Regions from separate parts of the Mus musculus genome. Here regions 1, 2 and 4 are each linked to region 3. A link is a contact called in public HiCAR-type and promoter capture Hi-C data. All regions are on one chromosome and are shown on one strand. Each heading gives the region's core, a stretch centred on a gene start, on an enhancer-like site or on the middle of the called end of the contact. The rest is flanking DNA. Distances are from core to core; before and after follow the strand shown.

Evidence for each region. HiCAR-type assays count read pairs that join an accessible place to other places. Capture Hi-C pulls out chosen DNA fragments and counts their contacts.
Region 1: a HiCAR-type map of astrocytes shows a contact between it and region 3, with 6 times the contacts expected there. The contact joins the promoter of Lrig3 here to the promoter of Mon2 in region 3. A contact is called at or near these places in 2 of 115 datasets of contacts at active chromatin or transcription factors (astrocytes and pro-B cells) and 1 of 9 other capture datasets (embryonic stem cells).
Region 2: a contact with region 3 is called in a promoter capture Hi-C map of liver, with 2.8 times the contacts expected there. The contact joins the promoter of Irak3 here to the promoter of Mon2 in region 3. A contact is called at or near these places in 1 of 39 promoter capture datasets (liver) and 2 of 9 other capture datasets (adipose tissue and liver).
Region 4: a contact with region 3 is called in a promoter capture Hi-C map of liver, with 3 times the contacts expected there. The contact joins the promoter of Llph here to the promoter of Mon2 in region 3. A contact is called at or near these places in 1 of 39 promoter capture datasets (liver) and 2 of 9 other capture datasets (adipose tissue and liver).

What each region holds. Positions count from the first base shown.
Region 1 is chr10:125,964,680-125,967,762 of GRCm38.p6, forward strand. It overlaps Lrig3 (leucine-rich repeats and immunoglobulin-like domains 3), which reads left to right and starts at 1,540. Exons shown (of 19, transcript NM_177152.5): 1 at 1,540-2,032. The coding sequence starts at 1,797.
Region 2 is chr10:120,199,934-120,202,945 of GRCm38.p6, forward strand. It overlaps Irak3 (interleukin-1 receptor-associated kinase 3), which reads right to left and starts at 1,664. Exons shown (of 12, transcript NM_028679.4): 1 at 1,394-1,664. The coding sequence starts at 1,526. It overlaps Gm38500 (predicted gene, 38500), which reads left to right and starts at 1,657. Exons shown (of 3, transcript NR_166661.1): 1 at 1,657-1,916; 2 at 2,169-2,262.
Region 3 is chr10:123,075,054-123,078,057 of GRCm38.p6, forward strand. Mon2 (MON2 homolog, regulator of endosome to Golgi trafficking) reads right to left here and starts at 1,452. Exons shown (of 36, transcript NM_001163024.1): 1 at 799-1,452. The coding sequence starts at 909.
Region 4 is chr10:120,225,591-120,228,328 of GRCm38.p6, forward strand. Llph (LLP homolog, long-term synaptic facilitation (Aplysia)) reads left to right here and starts at 1,470. Exons shown (of 3, transcript NM_025431.2): 1 at 1,470-1,533; 2 at 2,384-2,613. The coding sequence starts at 2,391.

The DNA of each region.
Region 1 (3,083 bases), core at 290-2,789, 2.9 Mb after region 3:
AATGGAAGCCCTGTAATTATAGCTATTTCTTGTCTATCGTTCTAAAATGTGGCAAAGCTACAGGCAGGCAGAAGAAAGGGGAGGGGATATCTCACCTAAACTAGGGTGTGCCAACTTCAGAGTCTTTTATTTCCCCATGAATGGCCGTGCTTACACAGGTGAACGCTACAGTGCAAGTCAATGGTCATGGGGTTAAAGTCTCAATTCCATCAGCTATCTCATCCTGCATCAACTAGCTGATTAAGTAACCCAAGTCACAGACATGCTTGGGCAGATACCATGCAGCCAACAACCTACAGAAACAGAGCCTTAAAATTAGTTTATGTCACCCTACAAAATGTTAGGTATCTCTTTGGGACCTATTTTCCCTGAGGTGTTAGCAGATCAACTCTGAGGTCTCCATTATTTTCAACACCTTGCTACCCAGGTTACAGGCTGAGTACATCCAGACAGACTTCAGGGGTGCCTGGTATTTTGGTTCTACCTCCTCCCTCAATATACCCCACAGACAGATAAGCTTATTTAAGTCTGGTAGACTTTTCAGTCAAGAATGTCATCATTCAAAAGGCAGGTAGACTAAGGTAAGTGTGTGTGTGTGTGTGTGTGTGTGTGTGTGTAAGCATGTGTGTGCATGTGCACGTGTGTTTGTGCGTGCGTTCGTGTGTGCATGCGCACGTGTGCTTTTTCTTTCAAGGTCTTAGCATATATTAGTGTGGTTGCTTTTATTCTTCTTAGCTACTATTGTTTGGAATCTGATTGCCAACTTGGATTTATTAATTTATTATTTAGTTTATTAATTTATTTAGTTATTTATTAATTTATTATCATTCCCTCCAGCTCCATCTATTATAAACCAAGCTCCCATATCCCAAACCATGTCCTTTGTCCATCCATCTAGCCATCCATCCATGTGCACATACGTTTGAGACAGGGTCTCACTGTGTTGTCCTGGCCGGCCCGAAACTCATAGGTCTGCCTGCCTCTTCCATACAGTGCTGGGTTGCCAGGCTATACATATACATCATATACAAATACGCATACATATACATTATATATGTCCAATTTATGGGCATAAAAGACCTCACTGGCACCGATATTAATTTTTTTTATGAAAGCCACTGTTTCATTCGCCAACAATATAATAATCGACACAGTTCTCTCGCTAGGAATTGAAAGGCCTTGGAACACTGCAACTACTTTAACTGTACTCTCTAAAGTTTCCCTTAAGTAACTGCAGCTCAGAGCACCAGCCGGCTCAGTCCTTCGCTGGCTCGCTCCTTCGCTGGCTCGCTCTTGCCCTCCCATTCCATCTGATCTATGGTTCTCAGGACATAGCGGAGACTGCTGGCTGCAGACGCTGGAAAATGTAACTCGGAATTTCCTACAATCTCAGCTCCACTTTCTCCCGGGCGCCGGCTCGGGGCTGGAGCCTTGTTATTGTCACGTGGCCGCGGGTGCCAGGCGGGCCAATGGGCGCGCGCCCGCCTTCTCGCCCCGCCTCGCCGTTCCGCCGCGCCGGGACATCGCGCCCCGCCGCCCGCCGCAGGCGGAAAAGTTTCTCGGCGTGCCATCCCGTTCTCGGACGCCGCTCGGGCTGCCTTCACCGTGGCTGCCGGTCCTCCGCTGCTGGCTCTCCCGCTGTGCAGGGGCATGCGAGGCCTTCAGTGCGGGGACTGAGCCACCAGGAGCACGAGGCGGCGATCGGCGTGTCCAGCCCGGTCTGGGAGTCGGTGCTTTTGGGGGTGCGCGAGGTTGTAGAGCTCCGGGCCGAACCGGAGGCGGCGGGGCGCGCGGCGATGGGTGCTCCCGGACTCCGAGCGGCCACCGCGGCGCTGGGACTGCTGCTGTGCGCGGGGCTGGGGCGCGCGGGCCCGGCGGGAAGCGGAGGCCACGGGGCTCCCGGGCAGCTCTTGGACGACGATGCGCAGCGCCCGTGTCCAGCCGCCTGCCACTGCCTCGGGGACCTGCTGGACTGCAGCCGGCGGCGGCTGGTTCGCCTTCCCGATCCTCTCCCGGCCTGGGTCACACGGCTGTGAGTATCAGTATCATTCCGGTGGGGTGAAGGAGACCGGCCCGCCAGGGGTGCGAGACCAGAAGAGTCCGCCTAGGCCCGGGGCTCAGAGCGCACTATACAGCGCCCAGGCCGCTACCGGAGCCCTGTGGGGGGACTCAGTCTCCCTCTGCATCCGCGCAGGTGGGTTCTTGAGTCGCCACTCCTAGGCCAGCAGACCCGACGCCTGCGATTGGGAGCCAGTCTGCGAGACACTGTATTTTGCAAGTTTTCTTCTGAGTTTATGTAGGAAACTGGCCCAACTGTAGCTTCTCAGGGGTTAGTTAGGGTCCCTAGACGGTCACTGCAGGCGCGCCTTTCTCTTATAACCCCCCTTGCTCAAGCAAAGCCGCACAGACTTTTTCTCTCCGCAGTGCTTAATTTCACATTAGCAGACCATCAGCCTCGCTCCCGGGCCACTTTGAAATGCGTCTGCGTCTTGGTTACTGTGAGAAGTTGGGTGCGAAGACTGATCGGGTAGATTAAGCAAAGGAAGTAGGTTTTCACAACCGAGATCTGGGCAAGTTTAGAGCCTGCGCTGAGTGCTGTTTGGCGGATTTTAGCTGGGAAGCCAGAAACCCCGAAGTCACTGCCAACTGTGTGGATAGAACACGGAAGAAAATATAATTTACTTGGAAATGCGAGTCCTTACAAATGTCAGCTCTCTTTATTCTCTCCCAACCCCTAATTTTGTTAAAATTGGAGGGGGCGTTTAAGCCATAAGCAAAAAAGCAAAAGTTGCACTTAAAAAAAAAAGAAGTTGTCCCGTTTAAAAGAAATCAAATCACTTCATACTTAAAGATTCTGAAATTTAGGCCTAGCAGACATTCTCAGCTCTTAAACACTCGTAGGTCCTGACAATATTGGCCAGGCGGCTTAAGAAATCGTGGTTTTGATCCAGTGTCCCAACCTACATTGTTTCATCAGTTATAAGCTGTTGACCATCAAACAACACGCTCTCTTAAAAGGGAGTTTAATAAGGAAATAGAATTAACGAGAATTGGATTGATATTTAATGGCTGATTATGGAATG
Region 2 (3,012 bases), core at 414-2,913, 2.9 Mb before region 3:
AAGTGCTGGGATTAAAGGCGTGCGCCACCATGCCCGGCTGAGCTTTTTTGTTACTATATCACCACTTTACAATATGTAGTTGCTCAGTTTACCAAATCTGCATAAAATGGATATTTGAAGATAACTTTTGAGATTAATATGAAGAGGCTTTCTTTACAATTTTATTGCAGTAGATTTGGCAAATAAGCAAAAAACATTTAATTAAGAAAAGTGGAAATCGGGGCTGGAGAGATGGCTCAGTGGTTAAAGAGCACTGACTGCTCTTCGGAAGGTCCTGACTTCAATTCCCAGCAACCACATGGTGGCTCACAACCATCCGTAACGAGATCTGGTGCCCTCTTCTGGAGTGTCTGAAGGCAGCTACAGTGTACTTACATATAATAAATAAATCTTAAAAAGAAAGAAAGAAAGAGAGAGAGAGAGAGAGAGAGAGAGAGAGAGAGAGAGAGAGAGAGAGAAAGGAAGAAAGAAAGAAAGAAAAGTGGAAATCACATCCACCGCAAACAGCATTTCCCTTATAGATTATTGGAGACTTATTGGAAACAGCGAAGTGGGTTATGCATGCCATCTGAGTTCTGTCCCAGGATCCCGTGGTGGAAGGAGAGAACTGGTTCCTGGAATTTGTCTTCTAGATGCGGGAGGAGTGTGGGATACACACACAAAAAACACCAAAGAATAGATATCTTAAAGTTCTAAAAGAAAGGAAGGAAGGAAGGAAGGAAGGAAGGAAGGAAGGAAGAAGGAAAGGAGAAAAGAAAGAAAGAAAGAAAGAAAGAAAGAAAGAAAGAAAGAAAGAAAGAAAGAAAGAAAGAAAGAAAGGAAGGAAGGAAGGAAGGAAGGAAGGAAGGAAGAAAGAAAGAAAGAAAGAAAGAAAGAAAGAAAGGAAAGAAAAGAAAGTAAGTTTGCTTTTTGTTTTTGAGATGGCGTCTCATGTTTCCCAAGCCAGCTAGGAACTCTCTACAAGGAGAGGATGCTCTTGAGCATCTGTCCTGCCTACTTCTACCTCTCAATGACTGGCACTACCACTGTCTGTTTTATTCCAAGCTAGGGAATCGAACATGCAGCTTCATACATCTATAGGTAAGCACTCTAGCAACTGAGCGGCATCTCAAAAAAGAAGTTATAATATTAAAAAAATCTGATGTAGGGGTTGTAGAGCCAGTAGCCATGCCCTGCATACGGTAATATTTGCATACTGCTGCGCACACTGCAAACCGAGTGAAGCGAGAATCTCTTCCCAGCACGGGATGCTTTCTTGACATCTGACATACCCAATCCCCTAACTTGATACAGCAGTACCCCACTGTCAGAGAGGGAAGGAGAGTGAGTGGCAGGTCCCCGGGTTTGCTGAGTCCCTCGCGGGGGAGGACCGGCAGGTCTGAGTCGCACTCACCCAGGCCCCGCCAGCCGAGCGGGCCATCGCAGCTGTCCAGGATCCCGCAAAGCTCTCCCAGCAGTGCGGGCGGCAGGTCGAAGAGCAGCAACTGTGGCGACAGCGCGCCACGGGCCCCGCACCGGCCGGCCATCGCGGAGTCCCGGGACCCCACGCAGAGAAGCAGGGAGGTCGCCGCTGTCACCGCCTTTCACAACCGCGGAAATTCAGCTCCACGACGGCTGCCCGGAGCTTGCAACACGCCGTCGCAGGGCGGGCCCCACGTGACGTAGGGAGCCGCTCCCCAGGGATGCGCCCTGCGAGACCTGGGCTGCCCTTGCTCCTAGCCGCTGTCCCGCGACCCTGCGCGCCGCACCCCAGGTCATCTTTGTTATGAACCGTTCTGTCCGTCCCCGTCTTGGGACATGACCCAGGAGACCAGCCAAGAAAATGAGGGCGGGGAACAGCGGCTGGAATCCGGGAAAGCCGCCACCCCTCTGCTGCTCTGGGACGGGCGGCCTCCTGGCCACGATGGATCTAAGAGGTTTGTGTTACATCTTTTAAAGTTTCTCTTTGTCCCGTCAGGAAAGAAATGCGTGCTCACCGAGAAACACGTTTTTGCCAAATAACTTTAAACGGAAGGAAACGTGTACACGCCGGGCGAAATGGACATAAAAAGAAAACCACAACAAACAGGCCAAACCTGGGCAAACAAACTGCTCATCCTTGCTGCAGAAGGCAACCCCTGCCGTCGTGCCGCTTGGTTTTACTACAGTCTCCCTTTCTTTCCTCGCAGTGCTTCAACGAGTTTGCAAAATGAAGTTTAGGAAACATTGGCTGGTGTGTTGAAATATTCTACCGTTTATGCTGTAATGACCACCGCAGGAACGGTACGGATACTACTGACAAAGGAGGTGGGAAAATGAAGTGGGAGATTTTATGATAACCAGGCACTGAAAAACAAACTCCTGTTTCAATCCCCTGAGCTTGTCTTTGGAATGGCGCCCCCTGGCGGTCAGCAGCAATGGTGCCTGGGCATTCAGTACCCACAGTGGCAAAGTTAGAACTGTTTGAGCAAAACTTCTTAAGTCTCCTCATTCTAAGGACTACGGTTTTATCAGGCTACACCCCAAAAAGGGTCTCTATGCCACCATGCTGAGCATCAGAGGGAGAGAAGATTGATACAGGGTTCTTTTTGACTTTCTAGACCAGACAAAAGCAACCTGAGACGTGTGCCTGCACAGGAAATCGCCATGTGTGGTTGTGTTAGCTTTCTGACAAAATGCCCCCACCGAGCAGCTTCAAAAGAAGAAGTTGTTTGGTACACAACCTCGGAACTTCAGTCCATGGTTGCTTGACCCCAATGTCTTTTGAGGTCTCTGAGAAGCCAAAGTGTCATAGCGTAAGTGATCCATGGCGGCAGGAAATGAGAGAGAGGGAGGGAGGAAGGGGGACAGGGCCAGGGTACCAAATTCCCTTCAAGGGATCTGATTTATTTGCACTAAGACCTATCTGGTTCCGGTTCAGTCGCCTATCAGCACTGTAGGCTGGCAAGCAAGCTTTTAGTATATGGGCAGTCAGAGGATGTTTAATATCCTCACTATAACAATAACAGTAACACTCAAAATGTTTGCATCACC
Region 3 (3,004 bases), core at 202-2,701:
CTGGAAAATTTTATTAGCATACATTGAGCTCCCTGATACTCGTCCTGTGAGCCCCAGTCATCATCACCATCACCACCATCGGTTTTGGAAACAAGGTCTCTTTATGTACCCTGGTTGTCCTGGTGTCCACTCTCTAACTCACAGAGATCCACTCGCATCTGAGTATTGGAGCTAAAAGTTTGGCTACCACACCCGGTCTCCTATACTGGTACCACAATTTTCAGCTATTCTACAGCTGAAAAACAACAACAACAACAACAACAACAACAACAAATTATGCACCCAAGAGGCTATATATACTCAGATATATTTGTTTTGCAAAGCATCCTACTAGAATACTGCTTGTGCAGGGCTTAACATGGTTATCGTAGGCCTTGACCATTTGCTGTAATTTGGGGCTCTAGTTTATCACGACGATTAGATTTTTAGGTGGGCTGAATAACACAGACAAGAAGGAAATGTTCCCACACACTATGCCCACCTAAGTATGGAGAACGGATTCCGCTACAGCGGTGGATACTCATTCTTAGGAGCAATATACCTGACTCGAGTGTCACCAAACCGGCTCACTCATGGAACTTCGCTCCGAAATAAACATAACAAGAGAATGGAAGAAATCAAATCTCCTTGGAACTCTCAAAAGAATTCTACGAACAGCCTTTGCTGGGCAATCACCAAACTTAACTGGCGGAATGAAAATTAGTATAGGTGTTGGGGAATCGAGGAAAGCGGTCTACGAGGACCAGGGAGCGCTCGTGACGTTCCCCCCCCCCGCCCCTGACGTCGCCTGGGACCTACCTCCTTGACAGGTGGGAACTTCTTCTTGCATTCTAGTGACAAGGCCCGCAGGTCGCTCTGCATATTCTCCAGCAGCTTCTTCACAGCCTCGGGGCTGTTGGTGCAGGACATGGTCCCTCCAGGTCACCGCCGATCTGGGACCAGCACTACCAAGCAGGCACTGTCAGCAGCTTGCGCGGCCCGCAGCCAGCCGGCGGCTCCTCAGTCTTCCTTAGCCGGGGCCCAGGGCTCGGCGGGCGGGCGGGCGGGCGGGCGCACGGCCGGAGCCGGGCTGCGTCTCCCGAGGCGTGCCCGAGTTCCCCCCGGGCCGCCCCGCACCGCCGCCGGCCGCTCGCCGAAACCTGCCCGCAGCGGTGCAGCCCCACCAGGCTCCACCGGCGCCGGCTCAGGAGCCCACCAGACGGGCAGGTCCCTCCCGCTGCCGCGGGGCCTGGCCACGGCGGGCGTCACCGGCCGAGCTGGCCACAAGCTTCAGCGATGCCCGCCCCGGGTGCCCAGACCCGCCGACGCCATTAGCCCAGTCGCCCACAATTCCGAGCGCGGCCCGGACACGTCAGCCGCACTTCCGGACTCCGGGCCCCGCCCCCGCCCGGGCCAATCCGGAGGCGAGTCTCTGGAGGGGCGGGGCCGAGCGAGAAGCCCAGAACGAGCTCCAGCTGGGCAGTGCGGACCCCGCCCCCGCCGTCGACGCAGGTGGCCGGCACAGCTGCGCAGGCGCGTCCTGTTTTTTTTGGCTGGCTGGTAACCTGGGGATGATCGGAGGTGTCTCCCTACGTCTGTTTGTGATCCATTCTCTTCTGCTATAAATATTTGCTTTTTTTAAAAAATGAATTTGTCTTGTCCGTCACTTCTGCCTCCTTGATCCCCACCCCCCTGACTTAAAACACAAATCAGCGTCTTGCTCCTACCTCCCCGGCCTGGGGAACCTAAACGACAATCCTGCGGAGTTATCCAAATCGACTGACTTTGGTTTATTTAACTGCGGAGTCGTCCCTGATTTTCCTTATCTGTTAACAAGACTCCTCCTGCTCCCCGCCCCCTCCCCGCCTTCCACCGACAGATCCCTTTTATGTTTTTATTTTGCTTTGTTTTTGTTATCTCCCCGCCCCACCCACCCACCTCCCTGACTGTATACCTAGAACATACTAGGTAATTGACGCTCAAATAAGGAACCAATTCATTAGATCAGAAGTGCCAAATAAATGTAAGGCAAAAACTAACGTGAGCTTTTTCGATGTTCCAGGTGAGTCTATTTTTGCCCAAGACATTTCTCTGTTGTAATAAGCAGGAAGCAGAAATAATTTCAGCGTATTGTTCGGATGAGCAAAGCCAGCCTGTGTGGATTGAAGTTGGAAGAGGAGGAAGCTATGTCTGTGTTAAGCTATGTCTGTGAGACTGATTGGAACGTCTTGATTATGGGAAGATGGAATGTTGCAAGTCTAGAATCTAACTATCTTGGTTATCTTTTGCCCCCAGGTATCCACTTACTGTCATCTCTGTGTTTGACCTAACACCCTTGTCTTTTTTTTTTTTTTTTTTTTTTTTTTTTTTTTTTTTTGGAATGTGCCATCAGATTCCTAACTTCCAATGACTCAAAGGCGATCACTATCAGATAGTCCCTGAGGGGCGTGACAGAAAGTTTCCAGTTTTGCTGTAACTCACCTACCTGATGTTCTCAACCTCTGAGTGGAACTACCCTTTCACAGGGGTGGGTGGCCTAAGACCGTCAGATATTTATGCTATTGTTCATAACAGTAGCAAGATTACAGTTACGAAGTAGTATTGAAGATAATTTTCTGGTTGGGAGTCAGCACAACATGAGGAACTGTGTTAAATGGTGGCAGCGTTAGGAAGGCTGAGAACCCCTGCTCTAATGCATTTGTCAAATGCCTTAAGGGAGTCTTTGCTTTGTTATAAAAACTTTATGAAAATGCTACTGTGTTGGATGGTGGTGTTTGGGGGCAACCTGAATCTGTCTTCCTGAGCCTTGGTCCTTCATGTTGGGCTACAGAACAGATTAGGTCTTACTTTCTTTGAGTTGGGAGCTGTATTTTGAAGTTTTCTGAAATGATCTAATAACTGGGCTACTAACACAGATTCTAACACAATGTTTTGGGTTTATTATAGATAGCTTTGGCACAACTTACTGAAAATAATTTTCTTTCATCTTTGACACCTTTGTAGAGTTGAGGAATTCAAGTTGAAA
Region 4 (2,738 bases), core at 220-2,719, 2.8 Mb before region 3:
TTAGAGCATCTGTAAGGTTGATTTTTCAAACCCAGGGCATGCACGCTTCCTCTTGTTATAATGCCAACTGTATTTTTCCTGGGTTAAAAATCTCAGTGCTTGCTCCACTATATGCATGGTTTCTTCAAAAAGACACAGCTCTTCTAGCAATTAAACAGGGATTTTATAAGTCATCACTTATAAAGGGGGCTGGAGACCTGGTTCAGTGGTTAAGAGCACCTCTTGCTCTTGCAGAAGACCTGGGTTCAGTTCTGTGGTGATTTGGATATGCTTGGCTCATGGGAAGTGGCAATATTGGGAGGTGAGGCCTCATTGGAATAGGTGTGACTTTATTGGATGAAGTGTGTCACTGTGTAGGTGGGCTTTAAGGTCCCTAGTGCTCAAGCTCCAGCCAGTTCAGAAGAGAACCTCTGGCTGCCTTCAGATCTGGGCTTCTCCAGCGCCATGTCTGCCTGCATGCTGTCATGCTTCCTGCTATGACGACAATGGACTGAACCTCTGAAACTGTGAGCCAGTCCCAAATAAATGTTTTACTTTTTAAGAGTTGCTTTGGTTATGGTGTCTTCACAGTAATGGAAGTAAAACTAAGTAAAACTGGTTCCCAGCACCCCTGTGGTGACTCACAACCAACTGTAAATCCAGTTCAAGGGATGAGATGGCCTCTTCTGGCCTCTTCTGGTACCAGGCACACATGTGGTACACATACATGCTTGAATGTGGTGATCTGTTGAAAACACTGTTTCCAGGTAAGTCTGGGTAGTTAACGTTTGTTGCCTAATCACCCACTGAAGATCAATGAATGAGGTACTATCTAGGCCCTAAGACACTCTTCTTATCTTTCACAAGTGTTAAAGAGACTTGCGTATCGCCCATAGCTTGTGCAATATTAGAAGCACATGCAAAAACCACACCTTTTTTTGTAAACTCATTCACCCTAGGTTAGCTTTGTCTCAGGTATGTAATAGTTTGGACAGATCAACATTGGTTGAAATAGCTTGTTTTACCCTTTAAATTCGTGGGGATAAGGAAAGATTATTCTGTTGGGTGACACTTTGAAATATAACTGGCATGCAGTCGACGTGACGTATTTAAGTTGTACAATTTGATACATCCTCACAGCCGCGTACCTCCTAGGATCCTCAGCCGAAATGAGAAAATTTCTAGACTGCAATTAAACAAAAACAAAACTCAGAAAGGGCTCCAGGATGATCAGAGCTGAGCAATCCCTTTGGTATCCTTTCTCGTGAGGCTGTCACAGACAGGGCCCCCGGCCAGGCTTGGCCCATCCAAGGCTTTGAGATGCTTTGATTTATAATTTGCCACTCCCGACAGGAAATTCCTTAAACTTTCTCCTGTAGGTGTAGGGGTCAGCCAAAGCCTCGGGATGACAGAGACAGCTGGTTGACCACGCCTCCCCAAAGACCACGCCTCTCAAGGATCCCGGCATGCTGTGCGCTGGCCCCTGAACGGAAGCCGGAAGCGCCTGTACTTCCGGTTGGCGTCCCACGCGTGGTGCGCGGTGTTGTCTCTCAGGTGAGTTGCGTGGGCTTTGGACTCAACTCCGCGGCGTGAAGGACTGGCTCGGACCCTGCCTCCGCGGCGAGACCTGACCGCATCCTCGCTCGGTGCGGGGCTCGGGAGGGCGAGGCTCGGGGTCCCGCACACGGACCACTGGTGATTGCTGACGCTCAGGGGACCTCACCCAGCCACCCCACGGTTCTCGTGACCTGTACGGTGTGCAGCAGAGCGGTGGCCCCGGGGGATCCGGCTCAGCCCCGCAGTCCGCAGACGGGGACGGTAGCTCCGGGTTGAAGCCGAACTTGGTAGAAAGGAGCTGACAGGAGTCGGAGGATCAGAGCGAGCCTTAGGGAGAGCCATTTCCAGACCTAGATCGGAGATGTGACGGTCCTGAAGTGGGCGTTGTGCGGACTGGAGCTTGCGTGCGTGTGGGGCTAGAGAGTAAGTCGGAGGCCCGAGAGGAGCGGGATGAGCTTTGATACACGAGGGGAGGAGTCTTTAAAAGGCAGGGAGCTATGGTTTAAGCTGTTAAAAGTTCACACTAAAGATGTGGTGACGGATATTGGATAAGAACAGCGCAATAGGTGATTTTAAGGCGGAGCTGTTCGCTTTCTGTGTCTACTATGCATAGCTGCTCTTTGAGAACGGCTTGAATTAACGACTTGTTCCTACTTAAAGGGGCCTGACGTGTCCGGACTTAGTCCTTTCATGCTCTGCGCTGATTATTACATAAGCTAAGCATGAGGGCACAGCACAACTTCTCTTCCATCTGTCCCAGTTCTGAAGAGAAGGCTGCTTGGCCACGTCCTTGCCAGTCAAGGGTGTGAGCAGTAAACCTTTTGTTTGTGTTTCTGTTCACCGCCAGGTGAAGCATGGCTAAAAGCCTGCGGAGTAAGTGGAAGAGGAAGATGCGGGCCGAGAAGAGAAAGAAGAATGCGCCAAGGGAGCTCAACAGACTGAAGAGTATCCTCAGAGTGGACGGGGATGCTCTAATGAAAGACGTTGAGGAGATAGCAACCGTGGTGGTAGCCAAACCTCGCCAGGAGAAAATGCAGTGTGAGGAAGGGCGGTGTGACGGCGCAGATGAGGAAAAGGGTGAGCCTCGGTCTTCATTTACATGGTTTTTCTAAAAAATGATCCACTTTTCTCTTAGGGGTCGGTCTCTCTCTGTCTTTTTAAAGCCGTCTTCTACCCATTCTACTTGTCCCTAGTGTCAAGTC